Linked DNA regions of Hordeum vulgare: regions 2 and 3 are each linked to region 1. The links are chromatin contacts, called in public Hi-C maps. All regions are on one chromosome and are shown on one strand. Each heading gives the region's core, a stretch centred on a gene start, on an enhancer-like site or on the middle of the called end of the contact. The rest is flanking DNA. Distances are from core to core; before and after follow the strand shown.

Region 1 (4,208 bases), core at 570-3,069:
AAAGACATGGGATCTGACCGAGCCACTGCCTTTACATGATGACAGTACATCAATTATCAACCTTCTTGGCCCAAAACCTGATGTTCACTATATTTATGTCTGTATAAAGGTTAGCCATCGACAGGATTGTCAAAATCATCCGAACTTGTTTCCTGAACTCTTCATATGACTAGTTATTGAATAGTCTTACATTGTTATGCAGGACAACGACAGTGCAAGAGTGGACTTGAAGACCGAGGTCAATGAAGCAGACAACTGATTGCATATTATAACTTTTTGGATCGTCGTGTATAACCACTGTAGCGAATAATGTAGGGAATATATTTTATAACTCTTAACTGGTGTCGTTGTTGGCAACAATTTGGCAAAATTACAGCTAGGATGTTGCTTTTCCGATCATCGAATTTGGAATAGAAACAGATTTGCTGTTTTCCTGTCTTAAGATTTTGCGCAGAATTTATTTCCGTGTTTGTGGAACATAGGACCTGCTCGCTGTGTGCGAAATCTTAGAGCAAATGATCTAGATTTTCTGCATAAAGTAAAGCCAGAATCTTGTGTGACGGGAAAGTATCTGGGAAAATTTGTGGATGTTCACAACATATGCATAAAAATCCCTAAAAATAATTGAAATCAGTTTTCAGAAGCTATGTTTTTTTTATGTTCACAACATGTGTTTACAATTCCTAAAAAAATAAAAAGAGAAACTTGATTTCTTTTATGGATTGTCCACACATATGTTGCGAACATTCAAATTTTGTTTCTGATTTTTTGTACTTTTGAATTTGATTTTTGTGAGTAGGTAGCACGGTACTGTATTATAAGAGCATCTCCAGCCATCCCCTAACAGGCTCGGCGCAAAAGAATCGCCCAGTCACGTCCTCAAAGCCCAAGTTTAGTTGGTTAGGGTCGAAATTGACGCCTGTGGACCCATGCCGAAGGAAAGGAATTTGAAGCGAAAACAAAGCGCGATAGATTCCTCCTGTGTGGACCCGTCGAGTCAGCGACTGTGCGTCGATGAGAGCCTTCGTTGTCCTCATCGCCTCGGTTCTTGTGCCAGTTGGGTCTCCAAGGTCTCGCGGCGCAGCGATCGCGAGCCGCCGCGCGTCCCGCCCTTTCCCGCCACGCACACATCGCTCCCGCCTTCTCCCCGCTATAAAAGACGGGCCTCGTCGCCGCTCGCCGCACACTCATCATCCCTCGTCTCCTCATCTCTCTTACCTTCAGCGTTGAAAAAACCCCCCGAGGCCATGGCAGAAAGGTTTCAAATTATGTTTTTAGTTCAATTTATACTAATATCAACGGAAACGCTGAATTTCCTTTAAATTTGTGTTGTTTTTGGCCGAATTTAAGCCGAGTTTGATTTAAAAGAAACGACTGTGGCGACCTTGGGGGACGGCTGGAACCCAAGCCCGTGTCGATTTTTCCACCGTCGCACTTCGAGGCGACGCTATTTCAAGCTTTCGGGGCCGAACGGTTGGAGATGCTTTAAGTCTTTAAAGTACCGGATACTTTTTACTTCTAGGACGAGCCTTTGTGGCCATTTTGACAAACCCACATGTAATATTTCTTTATTTTCAGAAAAATAAAGGAACAACTTTTTCACCTTTTTGTAAGCTAAACAACTTTTTGACCTAAGCGTGCGATTTTCTACTGCACCCATCACGATTCAGTTTAGCCGAGGCAAAGGGAAAGTGGAAGAATCCCTCAGGGGAACGGATCCGTCGTCCATCTTCAATCCAACGCCCCCAGATTCGACACGTCTCCCTCTCTTTCCCTCCCCCTCCCTAAAAATCCCTCTCCCCCGTTCTCCAGCCGCCTTCCTTCGGCCCCGCAGCTTTCTCTCTCCTCACCGCCGCGCGTGTGCCCCTCCTTTCTGTCTCCCTCTCTCTCTCCTCCGCGGGCGCTCCCTCACTCTCCTCCCATCCGTCTAATGGAGGCTCTCGCGGGCGCCGCCGCCGCCGCCTCGTCCGCGCTCCTCCCGTCCTTCCCCGCCCACCAGTCTCACTCCCGCGTAGCGCTCCGCGCCCGCCCCTGCGGGCCCCTCCGCGCGGCTTCCGCCGGCGGCGGCGGAGGCAAGGACGACGCCGCCAAGCCGAACGGGACCCCCGTCGTCAAGGTAACGAACAGTGCCTGCACGCTTACGTGATGCGGTGTAAGAAGTGACGAAGATTTTGGTCGGGTGGTGGTTGCTGGGGTATGTTTGTGGTGTGGCAGTGTAGAACATGCTGGGTTTAGGGATTTCTTTCAGATGCGAGGCCCTGGGCCTACCTAGACCTGGGTTGTTCCATTATGTTCTAGGTTTTGAAGCTTGATATCTTTGAAATCGGTCGGGAAGTTTTGTGGATGCCATGAAAGTGAACTTCCTTTAGTACCAAATCAACCTAGAACTTCGGAACGATGAACTAGTTGGGAATCATATCTATGCGTATGGGTTCACAAAGATACTTATTATTTAGCTTCTTGTTGGAATCACAATTAAGGTGATCCTGTATTTATTTTTAACAACTCAGGAGTGAATCAGGTCATTTTCTTTTAGTTTGCCTTTAGTAGGTCACATATCTTTGGTTTGTACTAAATTGCCTGACAGTCGAAGGTTGATCCAAGTCAAAATGGAGCTCTTGGTCCGGTCACAACTGAGAAGTCACGCACGACCTCATCAACCAATACGACTCCTGACTCAAGTGGATCCAGAGCTGGCTTGTTCAGAACCCCTATATCAGGTGGTGTGCAGAGCGCGACTTTTGCCCATGGTTTACCTCCACCGGCTTTGGCTGTTCGCAATTTAATGGAACAGGTAGCTTCTGTTAATTATCTCCTGGCCTTTGGGCTATTTTCTAGCCGGCTGGATGCTTATTCCTGTCTTACTGTGCTCATTAGGCGCGATTTGCTCATCTATGCACTGTCATGTCTGGCATGCATCATCGACGTGCTGGATATCCATTTGGTTCACTTGTTGACTTTGCTAATGACTCAATGGGCCGTAAGATAGCTACTTGGTTACATTTTGGATATAACTTGTACGCTCTGTTTGGCCTCCTTGGGTAATTATTTTGTGTTGATGTCTTGTGCAGACCCTATATTTTCTCTGTCTCCCTTAGCAATCCACACTAGGAACTTGCTCTCTGATCCAAGATGCACACTTGTTGTCCAGGTATGAAGTTTATCAGCATGTCTTACTGGAGTCTAAAGTTTCCTTGCTTGCTAGTAACTGGATAACAGCATCTAGTCCTTCATTACAGGTACCTGGATGGAGTGGATTGTCTAATGCCCGTGTCACGATATTTGGTGATGTCTACCCTTTGCCAGCTGAACAACAGGTTCCTATTTAGCTTCCTTTGTTGCTTGATAATTGATAGTGCAGACAGCTAGGTAATTACTTTTCTGTGGATAAATTTTTTTGAAAGAAAATGGTAGGGAAAGCCCAACAATATGAATAGGAACCTAAATACACGTGTCCACGGGGATCTAAATGGGATTGTACATCCTCTAAAACCCAAGTGAGCTAGGGGCACTTTCCTTTTCTCTTTTCTATGGATAGCTGGCATGTCAGTCATTATGAGGCTTCTCCCATTGTGTGGAAATCATTGTGGACTAAGATATCAAATTAATAAATTCTCCGAGTTAGATTTTTTTTTTTGGGTTTGTTTTTGGTGTTCCCCTTTTTTTGGCTGCACTTTTCTTATGGTATGAGCTAAGCGAATAGATGTTCTGCCATGGCTGTTACAGAATACATGAATGAAATGCATGACCATTGAGACTGAATGCAGATTTATAATTCCATTGGTGGGTTTGAAAGATTTCATAAACTGACAGTGAATACATGTATCCGCCAGGAATGGGCTCATAAGCAATACGTTGCAAAACATCAACAATGGGCGTCTCAACAGTGGGGAAATTTTTACTACTACAGGATGCAGAATATCAGGTCTGTGATTTAATTTGATGAGTTATACTCTTCTATCATTTCAGGTTGATGAATCCATTTATCGTTTACACAGATGCACATCTCTTCCCCCTTCCGTTACAGAGAATATTTTCTTCACATGGATGCTTGTGTAACTTATGATTTGTGACAAACTATTTGCGATGATGACAGTGACATATATTTTATTGGAGGCTTTGGCACTGTTGCATGGGTAGATGTGAAACAGTATGAAACTATTCAACCTGACAAGATAGCAGTTGATGGGGGCGAACAAAGCTTAAAG
Region 2 (4,208 bases), core at 464-2,963, 350 kb after region 1:
GCTATCTGAGAGGAGTGCCGTGTAGCATAAATGTTGATGTCGAGAAAAAGAAACCAGAAAAAAAGTCTTATCTTAATTAAGAGATGACTTTTTTCTTTTCTTTTTTAGATTAATTAAGAGATGACCTTTTAGCAACCATGTCTTACCGTATATCTAAGGATATACTCTCTCCGTCCGGAAATACTTGTCCTAGAAATGGATGTATCTAGACTTATTTTAATTATAGATACATCTATTTTATTTATTTTTTAGGACAAGTATTTTCGGACGGAGGGAGTACTTAGTTACGAGAGATAAGACTTAAGAAATAATCTATTGTATAAAACTTCATTCGTCTCATAATATAAAAATATTTTTCACATTATATTTTTATTGTCTTCTTTAGATTAATTGAAGGGTTTAAGTGACAATGTTTTGGCTTATCAATGATATCATTGTGCATGCCCTCAATTGTTTTGAGGTGCTGGGATTGTTTAAAGAGTGGTCAAGGCCTTGTACAATGCTAGGTGTTTAGAAAAATAAATCAGTTTTTTCTGAAGCATCGGTGTCTATTTCTAAAAACCCTGCCTAACTAAACGTCTACCCATATAAATAAGCACAGGTGTTTAGAAAATTGATTTATTTCTTTAAGCACTTTTCCTAAGCACATTGCATTGTATCAGGCCTAAGCAATGTGGACTGCCCCGTATGCCACAGAAAACGAGTGATGCGGACTTCGTACGAACAAACAATAAAACGAGTGATGCGGACTTCGTCCGAACAAACAATACAGTGTCAGTGTCCTACTCTCTGTGCTTACCAGCCCCCCCGTCTCTATTGTTGACCGGCAATGGATCTATCCGGGAAAGGGCAACCAATTCCACGTTTCCGCCGGCCAACTCTCCTGTTGGAATTTGCCTCAAAAAAAAAAAAAAACTCTCCTGTTGGAAGGTGACAAGCAGCCCGTGACCCACGCTGGCCACTTGACCCCAGATCCATCGTATCCCGCGGCATGTTTCGTTTGTGAGCGCCCTAGTGGCCAACTAGTAGAGTAGTGTGGCGACTATTCATGGAGCTTAAAAGAACAACTCAACAGCATATCTCTTTTGAGTTAAAATCTACTGCTCCCTCCGGTGTTGTCTGTTTCCGGTTCAAGTCTATTTTGAACTCAGAACAAATCTCATTAGTAACCAAGATACAAAACCATCTCAAGAGTCAATACAATACAAAATCATGTCAAAGAGGCCAAGTATCAATATTTATGCCACTCAAAGACGTACTAGTAGAACACAAGAGGCAACAATCATCTCTAACTTTTCCCTTTGACTGAAAAACACACACGCACACACACCGCAACGACGGCATGAAACTATCACATCTTTCCTTATCACGCTCACGTGTCAGGCAAGTTCTTGACACGCACGCTGTACGTCGCATCCCGGCCGTCTATCGGCTCGATCCAACGGCTCCCAGTGGCCCCTCCCATTCCCATTTCAAACCGGCCGGCCCACGCCCCGCCGCGCCCGCGCCAAACCCCCCCTTCCTCCTCCGATCCGAGCCTCCCGCGCCGAGCCGCGACTCCCACTGACAGGCGGGCTCCCACCACGTTGCCCCGCCCGGCCGGTACGAGCTCGGCCGCTCCGATGCTTCAGCCGGGCCCACGTGGCAGCGAGGGAGGGGGCTGGCGGGGCGGCCGCAGCTTCGTGGAAGCTTCCCCCGAACAATCTCCTCGAGAACGAGTCCCCATTCGCGACCGAAATCCGGGGCGCAGAGAGAGAAAAAACAAAACAAATCACCAAGCTCCGCCGCGCACACACACACACGCACCGCACCCACAGTGGCGAAGCCGCAACGCAGCTGCTGAGCCCGTGGAACCTTCTAGAACCTTGGCGGCTGGCGCGGGAGGTGAGGCCAGTGATCCCTGAGGCGGCGCGGCGCTCTATCGATCCCGTGGCGATTTGGTTGTCTGAGCGAGTGATCTTGTGTGTGTTTGTCTGCAGGTGCAGGGTGGGCGGCGGGGGTTTCTGGTCGTCGTTGTCATCTCTCCTGCGAGCGCTGCTGCGGACGCAGCGGCTGACTGGTGGGCATGGCGCTCGGGAGCTCGCCGACGCCGCCGGAGATCCGCTCGCCGGAGCGGGACAGGCCGGAGGGTGCGGCGGGCGCGGAGGGGGAGGAGGAGGAGGAGTTCGGCGACGCCTTCGATATACCCCATAAGAACGCATCCCACGACAGCTTGCTCCGATGGAGGGTACGGGATCCTTCCTCACCTTACCCTTTCCCGTCAGACTGTGATCTAGGCCGGACTCTGCTGGTTAGCAAAATGCCCAAATTATCGCCATTCTGGTGTTGATTCCGTCCTGGCCGGAACTGGGACGTGCTGATTCTGCGCAGGAAGAAAAGGGGGTACAAGAGGAACAATCAAACACTAATGCTTTTTGGTCTAGTGGATACACTGCGCTGAGGTTTACTGACATGTCATTGACCCCATGATTTACATATTACGTTCATTTTTTGTCCGCGTTTCCTGTAAGTCAAGGCATTGGAGTCTGTTTGGTGACACTACCTTTTTTTACTGCCGTGCACATGCACAGAGCGGCAAACAACTTCTCATAAAACTGAAAACACAAGCTGAAACCAGAGGTCTGTCATCCATTCATCCAAAGAATACTAGTTTTTGTGGTATTCACAGGTTTGGGTAGTTCATGTATCCTTCATGTATAGGGGGACATCACAAAAGGAAGCAAACAGTAACACTTGTACTACAGCTATAAAACCACACTTATACTACAACTAACCAGGTTTTGTTAGACGGCATATAACCTACTTTTGTCCTGCTGGAAGAGAAGTTGTAAATCTAGGGCTTCTCTTTCCCTCCCCTATCCCTTGGGGGCTAGCGTAAACTCTCCTCTCCAGGCTTTGCTGGCAAGCCCGTGTATCTGCCTCCCCTTTGCTCGCCGCTCCGGCAGCCGGTGGCGGGGAGTGGAATCCCGGCCTCCATTCCGGTTAGTAATTTAGGTTAGGGTTTTTAGTCCTCGCAGGTGCGGCTCTCAGGCGGGTGGCGACGACGCTTCTTCTTGGAGTTTATCTTCCGGGCTCCGATCCTCCTCAAGTTCCTCAATCTGGACGTAGTCGATGGAGCTCCGGTATAGATTCCTGCCGTCTCCTTGGGGCGGTGAGGTTAGGTTTTCTCGTCATGTGGCGAGATTTGGTGTCAGGTGCTTCAGGTCTATTCAAGGGTTCAACAGCGACGACTGTGGCTCCAGGGGGCTGGTCCTTAGAGTCACGTGCACGAAGACTTCCTGGCTGTCATCGACAAGGTCAAGCCGGCTCCGGTAGTGGAGCGGTGACAATGACACGTCGGCGGCTCATTATGTCGGTTGTAGGGGTCGTTCGGTGGTCTCAGAATCTCGATGTATTTTTTATTATGTTTGAGATGCTTTGTACTTCTAGTGAACTTTGATAATAGATCTGGATCATTTTCGCAAAAAAACAACAACAAAAAAACCAAGCACTTGTTTTGCATAATAGTTGTAAGTGGGTTCATTCAATTTGCTGTGGCTACAAGTGAAGGATCCTTCGGGGTAGACAAATACGAGCCTTATTATTATTTAGTTCTGATAAATATAGTTATTCTCTCCTTTCAGCAAGCTGCTCTCGTGCTGAATGCTTCACGTCGCTTTAGATATACTCTAGACCTTAAAAAGGAGGAAGAGAAAGAGATAATAAGGAGAACGATCCGATCACATGCACAAGTGATACGGGTAATGTGTTGTTTTGCAGCTTATGCACCCTGTTTCTCTTTCGGCTGTCTTCTTTTGTCCATTCTAATTTTGAATTCTCCAGGCAGTATTTCTTTTCAAAGAAGCTGGAGAAAATGATCCCAAAGGTAATCATTCATACCATTAACCTCAATTTACTGTTTGTTATCATTAAAGTGATTCTTTATACCTGCTTTTGCTCAAGTAATATTGCCTCTTCAAAGAATTGTTGTGAGAATCATGACGATTGATCCCTGTTGACACGGCAGCAGAACCCCCCCCAAACACACACCCACCCCTTAAATGCAGACTAACACAGTATGCAACATGCCATGTTTGTGGATGACACTGACCAAAATGGTAGAATAACTTTGGTTTCCTACATTTCCTTCCTAGAATGCATCACAGTGTACCAAATGGTGGGGTTTATATGCAAACATTAAGAGAAAAAATGTTCCCAATTCCATAGGG
Region 3 (4,208 bases), core at 963-3,462, 310 kb before region 1:
CCCACCCACTAGTCCACTCTCCGGTAAACAAATCAACCTGCCCTGATTATACTACTAGTACACTGGCCAGCCGAGCAAAGCCCCCTGAATTATGCCGGATTCAGGGTGCCTCGTGCTCCCAACCTCTGACTAAGTAAACTAGCAAGTGAATTCAAATTTGGCCCTCGAGATGGGAACCTCACATCACATGCATGATTTTGTAGGATCAAGTGAATCACATATGAGAGTGAGCAGCAGTGGTGTTTGTTTTTACCTGGAAGTGTGAGAGATCGGAGCCTGGCCTGACGTTCCCGAAGAGGCTGAGTACCCGCTGCACAAGGTTGGCCGGACGGAGCTCCGCCGCGAGGCCCCCTTCCAGCGACAGCGGCGCGGTGAGCACGGCCGCCGAAGCCCTGGCCGTGGCGGTGGCTGCCGCCGATGCGTCGATCTCCGATTCAACCTGCATTCAATCAACTAATACAGTCAGATACTGACGTATATGAGCTCCAAATATGAAGTTATATAGTGCTAAATACAAATAGTAGTGGCAACCAAGAAACGGGCGATCGGTCGTGGTCGTCGTCGTCGCCCCATGTAGGCTCTTGCTTGTTGCATTCAGATTCAGGTCTCCTTTCCTTGGAGGGGAGGTTCCAAGAAAAGTCGGGTCCAATCGAGTTGACCGATGAACGGGAACGAACCGAAATCAAACCCCGTGTGGGCGTGGCTGTCACTTGTCTCAGGCTGGGAGATGGTTTCCCTCCCTTTCATGTGTCCATGATATGCCGTCGAATATGTAGTAGCTAGGTGTGTGTATGTGCTAGTATATGAATACTGCGTAAATGAAGTCAGGAAAAGGTCAGTGCCGGCTGAAGATTCTGCTGCTGCTCTTGGCCGGCCAACCGAAAGCTGGTGCTATGTGTGTGTGCGTCTGTTGGCGTTGCATTTACACGGGTGTGTACGCTCCCGGTGACGCGGCTAAGAAAGGAGATGGAACGGAAGGGAACTCCGTTTCGTGCCCCTTCCTCTTTCTTCGTCGCAAAGAAAAGGAAAGGTGGCCTCTCCTCTAGCCGTCTGTTACATCACGACCAGACGCACGAGGTCGTCAAAGAAAATCTCAAATCTCACGTCACAGACTTAGCTCGATCGCCCTGTGTTGATTTTGCAGGCGTTTATGACTTTTCTGGTGTGTTTTCCGAAAGGAAAACGGATAATCAGCTTTACCGCCCAGTAATAAGTAGAGTACGTGTGGAATCGCCCAAACAGAAAAGGTAAATGCGGACGGTGGAAATGGCACGGTAGGACAAAAAGGTGAGGACGGCGGGCGGGGCTAGAGGTAAAAGCATCGGCGATATTCGCAACCCTGACGTGGACGCAGGCCACGACCTGACGCCTCAAGCGCCGCCCCAAATCCTCGATCGAGAGAATCTGCTGCTCTCGCCGCCTCCGCCGCCCAGACATGCGTAGTTGCGTATGCCTTCGGCGGTGAAGCGGTCAAGCGTGCAAGAAGAGGACGTACCATGGTTGGCGTGAGCTCCAATCCCCGACGCGAGCTCTCCTTGATTCGACCTCCTCCTCCCTGGCCTGCGGCGATCTTCTCGTTGTCGAGGGAAGTATCTCTTATTGATCCTCCTCCTCCTCCTCCTCTGTATGCTGCGTGGGGCGGGGTGGAATCCTCGATAAGGGCGGGCGGGGAAGAAGCAAGCAAATCGCTGGATTGATCTCCTTCCTTCCTTTCTTTTTTAGCATGCGCGCGTGCCTATTTATACACGCCCTCTCTCTCTCTCTCTCTCTCTCTGTTTCGATGAAGGCCGCGTGTTTCTGGAGCCCGTCGCTGCGGCCGCGCCTTCCTTGAGGTACGGCCTCTATCTGAGCCGATGCGGCGGCCGCGCGGGGTGACGTCGGCCTCTCCGTGTCTCGGTGGTTGGGTGCGTGTGAACGCTAACCCATTCTCGGGCACAGGCCAAAACGATTCCTCCTTTCCGGGCCAGTGCAAGCCGCGAGGACGCGCGCGCCACTGTCCCCTCCATATTATCGATGCCTCGTTAATGCAGAGAGAAAACATGTTGGAGAGAGTTTAGAAAAAAAAAACAATTAAGTAGTACTAGTTGAAAAGGCAACCTGCCCTCACAAAAATAATTGTATGCTTACATTTTTCCGGCTCCTCCAAAGGTTCGGCAAAGGCTGGATTATTTCTGATCCAGATTCTTTTGACGATTGGACAGGAGAAAATGAAAAAAAAAATAGACACGTTGAATGAAGCGTGGTTTAATGTGCCCCACGGTGGGCGCAAAAAAAAAAAAAAAGAGGAATGAAGCGTGGTTTGTAGACTGAAATACCAATGAGGCTTATGTGTTCATTACCTTTAGATGAAGAATTATGCCTTGCTTAGTAAGTAAGTACTCCGTTCCTAAATATAAGTGTTTTTAGAGGTTTCACTAATAGAGTATATACGGATGTATATGGACATAATCTAGAGTATACATTCAATCATTTTGCTACGTATGTGGACCCCTAGTGAAATCGTTTAAAAGACTTATATTTAGAAACGGAGGGAGTAGTTATACAAACAACTTAGAGCAACTCCAACGGACCGATTCAAACGGACGGCGATTTCGTACGCTTTTTATTCGTTTGAGTCGGTCACGCCGACACGAACATCCGCTTTCGTAAATTGGTCGGCGCGTGCGCCCAACGCTGGACGGACCCATATTTACCGGCGTGCGATTTTTTTTACATAAATGCATAATTAAACATTAAAAACAGGCCACGAAGACGGCGAGAGTCCACGCGTCCGCATTACATTAATTAAACATAAAAAAAACTAAAACTACGAGGGCCGCCCTAGGAGGCGTCGTCGTCATCATCGGGGCCGATGAGGTCGACCAACGTAGGCGCAGGGCCGGCCCAAGGGAACGTCGTGTTCCAGAGCGCAGTTGTCTGCGTCTCCATCGTGTGTCCTCCGCCTCCGCCTCTCGTCGTTCCTCCTCCGCCTCCTTCTCCACCTTCATGAGCCAAAGGCCTTCGGCGTGCTGCGCCCTCCATTGCTCGAGGTACGCTTGCTCCTGTTGCGATGTCGCGCCCAGCCAGATGGGCGGCACAGTGACGAACTCCTAGACGATGCCGGTCCACTGGTAGAACTCCCGCAGCTCCGTGGGCTCGGGCTTCGGTGGAGGTGGCACGACGCAGTCGCCGGCGGCCGACAGCGCGATGGCCTCCGCGAGTTGCTGCTGGTACGCCACCTCCTCGTCGGCCCTGCGCCGCGCTTCCTCCTTGCTGTCGCGGAGAACAACAGCGAGCGCCGCCTGGTAGGCGGCCTCAGCCTCCTGGTCCTCGTCGCTGACGACAGGCGGGGACGACGGAGGGCCTCCTGGCTGCACTTCGCGCACGTCACGACGACACTGCTTCCCGTGCTCCATCGCGAACCACACCTCCCAGTTAGGGGAGTCGGCCGCGTACGTAGGGTCTCGCCGCTGCTCCGCCATCAGCACATGCCGATGGCGGCTCATCTCCTCCGCATGCACCCACGCCGACCGCGGCACAGCCGGCACCGAAATCCTCTCCGGATCCAGATGCCAGCCGCGGACAACGTGACATCGGGGGTAAGGAAGCGGCACGCGGTGCTCCCAGTGCCACCGCGCTTGGTGCACCGAGACGCTCACGCGCTGGCGAGGCCAATGGGAGGACGCCGACGGGGAGATGGCGCGGGGGGTAGAGCGGGGTCTTGCCCTTGTTTGGGAAGCCACCGGCCATGGTGTGCTAGGGTTTTGGTCGTCGAGGAGGTGGCTGGATGTGGACGGGCGAGGTTCTGGAAGCAGATGGCGGAACCCACCGCACGCTCGGATTATAAAAGGCCGGCCGCGGTCGCTAACGTGTGGATCCGAGGATGACGACCGTCATAAATAATGTTGACTGCGGTGGTTGGGGCGGACACCGCGCGGGGGGGGGGGGGGGGGGGGGACGCACGCGTCCGCGTCGACGTATTTCAGTCCTAAATTTGGGCCGCAAATGGGTCGGCGCGGACGCGAAGCACACGCATTTTGGCAATGGGTCGACGCGTTGGGCCATTATTTTTGTTCGCACCGACCAAAACGGACGACGACGGACGAAATGAATCACCCCATTGAAGTTGCTCTTACCGAGGAACCATGATCAAGTATCTGGGTCAAAAGGTTGTATCTCAAGAATTTTAAAAACCTGAAAATGTACAATCTATGCTTTTGGGTCGGAAT

Evidence for each region. A called contact is a pair of places that touch in the nucleus more often than the background predicts.
Region 2: a Hi-C map of leaf shows a contact between it and region 1, with 6 times the contacts expected there. The contact joins the promoter of LOC123407045 here to the promoter of LOC123413565 in region 1. A contact is called at or near these places in 4 of 6 Hi-C or Micro-C datasets (leaf and seedling).
Region 3: a Hi-C map of leaf shows a contact between it and region 1, with 10 times the contacts expected there. The contact joins the promoter of LOC123412213 here to the promoter of LOC123413565 in region 1. A contact is called at or near these places in 6 of 6 Hi-C or Micro-C datasets (leaf, seedling and an unstated tissue) and 1 of 1 datasets of contacts at active chromatin or transcription factors (embryo).

The regions. Positions count from the first base shown.
Region 1 is chr7H:190,422,559-190,426,766 of MorexV3_pseudomolecules_assembly, forward strand. LOC123413565 reads left to right here and starts at 1,820. Exons shown (of 9, transcript XM_045106496.1): 1 at 1,820-2,116; 2 at 2,588-2,794; 3 at 2,878-2,980; 4 at 3,072-3,151; 5 at 3,240-3,317; 6 at 3,834-3,925; 7 at 4,097-4,208. The coding sequence starts at 1,931. It overlaps LOC123413566 (EEF1A lysine methyltransferase 4), which reads left to right. Exons shown (of 9, transcript XM_045106499.1): 8 at 1-109; 9 at 203-442. The coding sequence ends at 259.
Region 2 is chr7H:190,777,469-190,781,676 of MorexV3_pseudomolecules_assembly, forward strand. It overlaps LOC123407045 (calcium-transporting ATPase 5, plasma membrane-type-like), which reads left to right and starts at 1,714. Exons shown (of 35, transcript XM_045100081.1): 1 at 1,714-1,884; 2 at 1,980-2,227; 3 at 3,624-3,740; 4 at 3,823-3,865. The coding sequence starts at 2,066.
Region 3 is chr7H:190,117,061-190,121,268 of MorexV3_pseudomolecules_assembly, forward strand. LOC123412213 (oxysterol-binding protein-related protein 4C-like) reads right to left here and starts at 2,213. Exons shown (of 5, transcript XM_045105154.1): 1 at 1,496-2,213; 2 at 254-439. The coding sequence starts at 1,498.